Regions from separate parts of the Mus musculus genome. Here region 1 is linked to region 2. A link is a contact called in public Hi-C data. All regions are on one chromosome and are shown on one strand. The core of a region is the stretch at or near the end of the contact, and the rest is flanking DNA. Distances in the headings are between cores, read along the strand shown. Region 1 overlaps Dusp16 (dual specificity phosphatase 16). Region 2 overlaps Borcs5 (BLOC-1 related complex subunit 5).

Evidence for each region. Hi-C and Micro-C count contacts between places; a contact is called where the count stands out from the background.
Region 1: a Hi-C map of the AML12 cell line shows a contact between it and region 2, with 2.8 times the contacts expected there. The contact joins two enhancer-like sites. A contact is called at or near these places in 53 of 484 Hi-C or Micro-C datasets (3T3-L1-derived adipocytes, the AML12 cell line, the Ba/F3 cell line and 41 more) and 6 of 115 datasets of contacts at active chromatin or transcription factors (cardiomyocytes, embryonic basal ganglia, embryonic fibroblasts and 3 more).

The regions. Positions count from the first base shown.
Region 1 is chr6:134,773,070-134,776,386 of GRCm38.p6, reverse strand. All of the region lies in intron 1 of Dusp16 (dual specificity phosphatase 16), which reads left to right. Among named protein-coding and RNA genes, the nearest start is that of 1700055D16Rik, 18 kb to the left of the region's middle. Within about 2 kb of position 1,621, at least 43 of the 459 cell types and tissues checked have an H3K27ac peak or open chromatin away from gene starts, as enhancers often do. A contact at or near this core is called in the G1E-ER4 cell line, where this site is marked.
Region 2 is chr6:134,658,178-134,661,280 of GRCm38.p6, reverse strand. The region is part of intron 2 of Borcs5 (BLOC-1 related complex subunit 5); the gene reads right to left. Among named protein-coding and RNA genes, the nearest start is that of Borcs5, 19 kb to the right of the region's middle. Within about 2 kb of position 1,755, at least 30 of the 459 cell types and tissues checked have an H3K27ac peak or open chromatin away from gene starts, as enhancers often do. A contact at or near this core is called in the G1E-ER4 cell line, where this site is marked.

The DNA.
Region 1 (3,317 bases), core at 372-2,871, 120 kb before region 2:
GGTGGTAAAGTAATCCATATGTTGTTATTTTCTACACATCCAACTGTGGAAGCCTCCAGAATCTGTTTCTTTTGAGGTTTAGGTTGAGGCCTAGCCTTCATATCTAGATTCACAGTATTTAAGACAGTGAGCCAGGTGTGATGTTCTAGACCTTTTTTTTTTTTTTTTTTTTTTGGCTTTTTCGAGACAGGGTTTCTCTGTGTAGCCCTGGCTGTCCTGGAACTCACTTTGTAGACCAGGCTGGCCTCGAACTCAGAAATCCGCCTGCCTCTGCCTCCCGAGTGCTGGGATTAAAGGCGAGCGCCACCACGCCCGGCCCCTCACTTTTTTTTTTTTTAAAGATTTATTTATTTATTATATGTAAGTACACTGTAGCTGTCTTCAGACACTCCAGAAGAGGGAGTCAGACCTTGTTATGGATGGTTGTTAGCCACCATGTGGTTGCTGGGATTTGAACTCCAGACCTTTGGAAGAGCAGTCGGGTGCTCTTACCCACTGAGCCATCTCACCAGCCCTGTTCTAGACCTTTAATTCCACCACTTGGGAGGCAGAGAGAGGCAGGTAGAGCCCAGCCTGTTCTACAGAGTGAGTTCCAGGACAGCCAGGGCTGTTACACAGAGAACCCTGTCTTGACAGGAAGTTAATGAAGTTTTCTTCGTGGAGCCAGCTATGTATGAAATGTCAAGCTGGGTGTTTTGTTTTGTTGTTGTTGTTGTTTTTAATTTCTCTAAAATAAAATTTTACTTTAAAATGTTTTATCTTAAAAGTTTATTTATATTATTATTATTATTGTTGTTTTGGTTTTCAAGATGGCGTTTCTCTGTGTAGCCCTGGCTGTCCTAGAACTTGCTTTGTAGATCAGGCTGACCTCCAACTCACAGAGATCCACCTGCTTCTGCCTCCTAAGTGCTGGGATAAGAGGTGTGTGCCACCACCGCCTGACGAGTAAAAAAAAAATTTAATGTTGATAGAACACCGAACCCATCGGTAACTATGTCAAAATGGTCGTAACAGTTGTGCTTACTTGATATAATAGCAACATATCAGACCTTGACAGACGCCCCACCCCGACCCCCCAAAAGGAAACACCACAGAAAATGAATTAATAGTAAAGGCTTAACCTTAAAATGCTAGAGGCCCTGTTTTTAGTTGTGAAGGGAGAACTATAAAGAGGAACAAGGGAGAGAAGAGGAGACGACAGCGTTTTAGAACAAAGGGAAAACACAGAAACTGAGTTTGATGAGAGGATGGAAAACATTACAGGGAAAAGATGAACGATGACAAGGAACCAAAAGCTCAGGCAGCATCCTTGGCTCTGCCAGGGTCTGCGTCTTGTGCTGTCCTGTTCTTCTGCCCTGGCCCTGGCCCTGCCACTCTATGGTTCTCCGGTGGTGTAGCTTCCTCATGTTATTAAATTCTCAGCACCCACTGCAAATGTGTGCATGCATGCGTGTGTGCTGCTTGTGTAGACAGATGTAGTGATGTTAGAGTTCGTATAGCCTAGGTCCCTAGGGTGGGTGAACAGTGGTGCTGCTCATCTTTCTCTGCTCATGACCTCCTTTTATCCTGAGACTTGCAGAGAAATGGCAATAGTTGTTTCAGATCAAGCCTTGGGGATCTCCAGCCATAGAAGGGATGATTTGGCTTGCCTGTTGTGGCCCCAGAGGATAGATATGTGAGGCTATAAACTGTGACACTTACATGACTGCTTGGTGATCAGTACATTTCTGGCACCTTTCTGTTCCAACACTTTTTAAATCCTAAGATATACTCACAGTGGCATCTTTATGTTACTAGTGAAAGAATCTTAGATGTCATTCAGTTCCTCACTTTACCTGTTATACAAACACAGGCTTGGGAGTGTCTATTGGCATGTTTTATATGGCCTTCTGAGCAGTTTGGTAAAGTTGAAATTAGGAACAAGGTCTCCTGAGTCCTGTCCATTTTACATCATGAAATCCTCACATTTATTTAATTTTTTTCTGAATTCTTAAGATTCGTTTTGGTTGGAATCTGCAAAGAAACTGAGTCTGCCTGAGTTGTGTGTGCTTGGTGCAGAAACCTAGAGAAGGGAATTGTGAGTGCTTGTGTGTGTGTGTGTGTGTGTGTGTGTGTGTGTGTGTGTGTGTGTGTGTGTGATAACAGTTTTGTAGCTCCTGCTTTCACTGCGCAGGCTGAGCGAGGGGCCAACAGTTACCCCTGGGCCTGGCTGACATCCCATTTTTTGAGGCCCCAGAGTTATTTTTAGCCCCAGGGCCTTGGAAGCAGGTGTGGTCTGTTCTTGAAGGCCACGCCTGGAACCTGTTCAAGCCTTGTTGTGCTTGTCTTCTTAGGAGCTGACAATGGTGACCTAAGCCTACTGGTTTACCTTGCCAGAGGAATTTGCATCTTTTTGGTGAGGAATGAGAAGTCATACTTTATTACATTTGTGATTATTTAAGCAGGTTTGCTTTGGAAACTTTTAATACTTGAAATATATTTTATTTTATTTTAAGAGTAGTACAATATTAACTAACAAAAATATCAGAATAAGTCCCTTATTTATAGAAGGACTCTTTGTATTAAAAAGCATGCCCCAACTGATATGTTTTAAAATTCAGGTTTTTAGTCACAAGTCACAATTGAACTTTTAATTTTCTAGGCATCTGAGATATAGTTCAGTGCTATAGACAATGTGTTTAGCGTGCATAAGGTTCTGTCACCAGTAAGCACACACACACACACACACACACACACACACACACACACACACACCTTGAGGATGATAGGCAAGTGCTCTTTACCTTACTATAAATATTCTTTTTTTCTTTTTAAAGATTTATTTGTTTTATATATGTGAGCACACTGTCATTCTCTTCAGACACTCCAGAAGAGGGCATCAGATCCCATTACAGATGGTTAAGAGCAGCCAGTGCTCTTAACCTCTGAGCCATCTCTCCAGCCCCACAGTAAATATTCTTTACAGGTTCTTTTGTGAAGCAACAGCTGGACTTTCACCTCTCAGAGATTAACATCAGTTTTCATATATATATATATATATATATATATATAAAATCTTCTGTTCTGCCACTCACTCTCCACCTTTTTTAAAATCAGCCCTGCCAAGAAATATAGCAAGATTGTGTGATATCATTTGCTAATGTTTCTCTCCTTCTCTCCTTCCTCCCTCCCTCCCTCCCTCCCTCCCTCCCTCCCTTCCTTCCTTCCTTCCTTCCTTCCTTCCTTCCTTCCTTCCTTCCTTCCTTCCTTCCTTCCTTCCTTCCTTCCTTCCTTCCTTCAAGTTCATGCATATCACACAATCACCCCAACACCCCTTT
Region 2 (3,103 bases), core at 506-3,005:
TGGGAATGGCTAATCACCAACTCACTGAGCGTTTGAAGTGGGAGTCAACAAAGCATGGTCCAAAGGCCGAATCTTACTCCTTTGGGCTGTTATAAGTCAGGTTACATAGGAATACAGTCACGCTCATTCTTTCATCCATCACCTGTGGTTGCTCTTATAACAAGGGCCAGAGAACCTGCAAAGCCTAAACTACCACCACGCCTTTAAAGAAAATGTTTGCCAACACCCGACCTAAAGCAAAAGGCAGGAACAGTCAGATAGAGTGCATTTACAGCACACAGGAAGACTGTGTGACAGCAAGCACAAAAGATACAAAGAACCTGGCGTGTGCTCTCGGGAGATCCAGGGGCCAGAAGTGGGAGCAGCATGCCCTACAAGGCTATCTCAAATAAGGAGGAGGAGATGTGTACTGAGAGCCTCGGATAACCATGGCTTAAATCTTAATGTAAAAGTTTAAAGGCCCCAGTAAAGATTAAAAACAAGACAATAAAAAGGCATAACCCTGAAGCACCCAGAAAAGGGGAAATGAAAAAAGAAAATCAAAATTTATTCAACCAAACTGAAATTAAACAGTGATAAAGATAGTATTTGAAGAGAGAAATTTGGAAGTGGGGTGAGACAAGGTCTTACTCTGTAGTGCAGGCTGGCCTTGAACCTGTGATCCTCTGAGCAGGGATGAGGTTCATTCGAGACAGTGTTGTCTAGCATGCATGAAGGCCTGAGACTGAGTCCTAGCACCACACAGAATGAGGTATGATGGTGCGTGTCTGAAATCCCAGCACTTTGGAGGTGGATGGCTACACAGTGAGTTCAAGGTAAGCCTGGGCTACATAAGAGCCTGTCTCAAGAAAACAAAAACAAAATAACTTTAGATGTTAAACACAAGAAATAGTTCAGTATTGGGAGCTGGAGAGATGGCTCAGTGGTTAAGAGCACTGACTGCTCTTCTGAAGGTCCTGAGTTCAATTCCCAGCAACCACATGGAAAGAGACAAGGTGTGGGGGTTCATAGGGATGAGAGGGGGATGAGAGGGTACAGAGAGGAATTAAGAGAATACATCATATACATGTATGAAACTTATCAAAGAACTGACAATAAACAAAATAAATGGCTCCATCTACACCCAGTAACCAGAAACTCAGGTTCAATGTTACCCAGACTCAAGGCAGGACCAAGGATAACCTGCAAAATGAAGATCATTTCACTTAGGTCTTCTCACCTCTTGATTTCTACTTAGATCATTGCATCCAACCTATTTTCCTCCCATCCTGCTGACAGGGTCTCCCAGTTTGGGCTGGCTCTCCTGAATCCACGCAATTGTGGTTTCCAGCTCATCCACTAGTTTCTTTCTAGTGCTAAGTAGGATTTTTATTCCATTTCCTGGACATGTGGTATTTTACTTATCCACTCACCAGCAGACAGATATTTAAAATGCCTCCAATAAACACAATTATTTCTTTGAGCACAGTGATAAACTGAAAAGAGTTTCCTACATACACAATGTAAGGTCACGCTAGAGTTTCCTCTGGTCAGACGTTTTTTCCTTTCCTGTCTTGCTAAACACTAAAGGAGGCAATTACAGATGACTGTCATGTCACAGAACATGTATGCTTTCCAGCTAACTTGCATTTGAAATGAGCTGTGACCTGGTTCTAAACGGAGATCCAGATGCTCGGGAGCCCATGTTCCTAACACTGGGCACAGGGTACAGACACTTCCGCAGCCAGCTGTTTTATTCTAGTGACATCTAGTGGCAAAAGTGTTGTCACTTTTAGATGGCTCAGAGGGTTAGGATACCGGCCTCCAAACCTGAAGACTTGAGACTGATCCCAAAGACCCAAAGTCCAATAGCAAGTTTCCAAAATCACACGCCTTTAAAAAACAAACAAGCAAAAAGGAAAAAAAACAAAAACAAAAACCGTCTGGGGCTGAGGAACGAAAGCAGCTCTGTGCTACAGCACTTGCTGAGTAAGCCTGAGGAACCCCTAGCTCCACAAAGCAATCATCACTAAAATCATTACTGAATAATCTAAATTTTGTGACAATAAGTAGAATTCAAATTTACCATCTTCAAATTAGTTTATCCAATACATGGCCCATGCACCCATTCAAGGTCACTTAAAATGCTAGTGTAACACACTCCTTATATCCCAGTCCCTGAAAGTGACTCTGAAGCCAGGGCCTGACCACCAGCAGTTTTTAAGTTTCACCTGGTAACCTGTTAAACATTTTGGAAATAATTTCAGATTGCACCAGACAGTGATCACACATGTCTTTATTTCCAGCACTTGAGAAGCAGAGGAGGCAGATCTCTGAGTTTAAGGCCAGCCTGGTCTACACAGCAAGTTCTGAGACAGCTAGGACTACACAGAGAAACCCTGTCTTGAACCCCCTCCTACCCAAAGACGTTATATATTGAGCATCCTTTCTTCAAAAACCTGAAATGCTCTAAAATGTGAAACTTTTTGAACTCGGTGTCAGTGCTCAGAAGTTTCAGATTTCAAAACACCTAAAGCCTATGAAAATACCCCAAACCTAAAACATTAATATCCCAAGGCATTTAGAATAAGGCGTGCTCAGTCCACACTCGCAAGATGACCAGAGGTTCTTCCACACTCTTCTCATTCTCGGCAACCTTTACGTCTCAGAATAGCTTGTCTTCCCTTAGGTTCCCCACATCTGTGAGCCCTTACCATGTGCTGCCATGACAGGCCCTCCCACCCCCTTGTTTTTTACACCAGGGACTCTTCGTGGGCCATAACCGTGGTTCTGCTTTTGTATCTCTAGCCTAAAGATAGCTGTGAACAAAAAGAATAAATACATTTGTCTAGATGGATGAATAAATATTTTAGACAGCAGAGTTCTAAATCTAGGATGTGACTGACTCCCTTCTGTTCAGGAGTTAAGAACTTTATCCACAATCAACTCTGCATTCTGTAAGACTGTTACCAATCAAGCTGTCCAATCATCAGTTAAAATCTGAGACGTGGAAAGGACTTTTTTTTTTTTCAATTCTGGAAATATTTATAAAGCCTCACCTTTCCTAAATTGACATTTCACTTCTAGTTGCTAGTATGCTTAAAAGTAGAAGTATAGAGCCGGG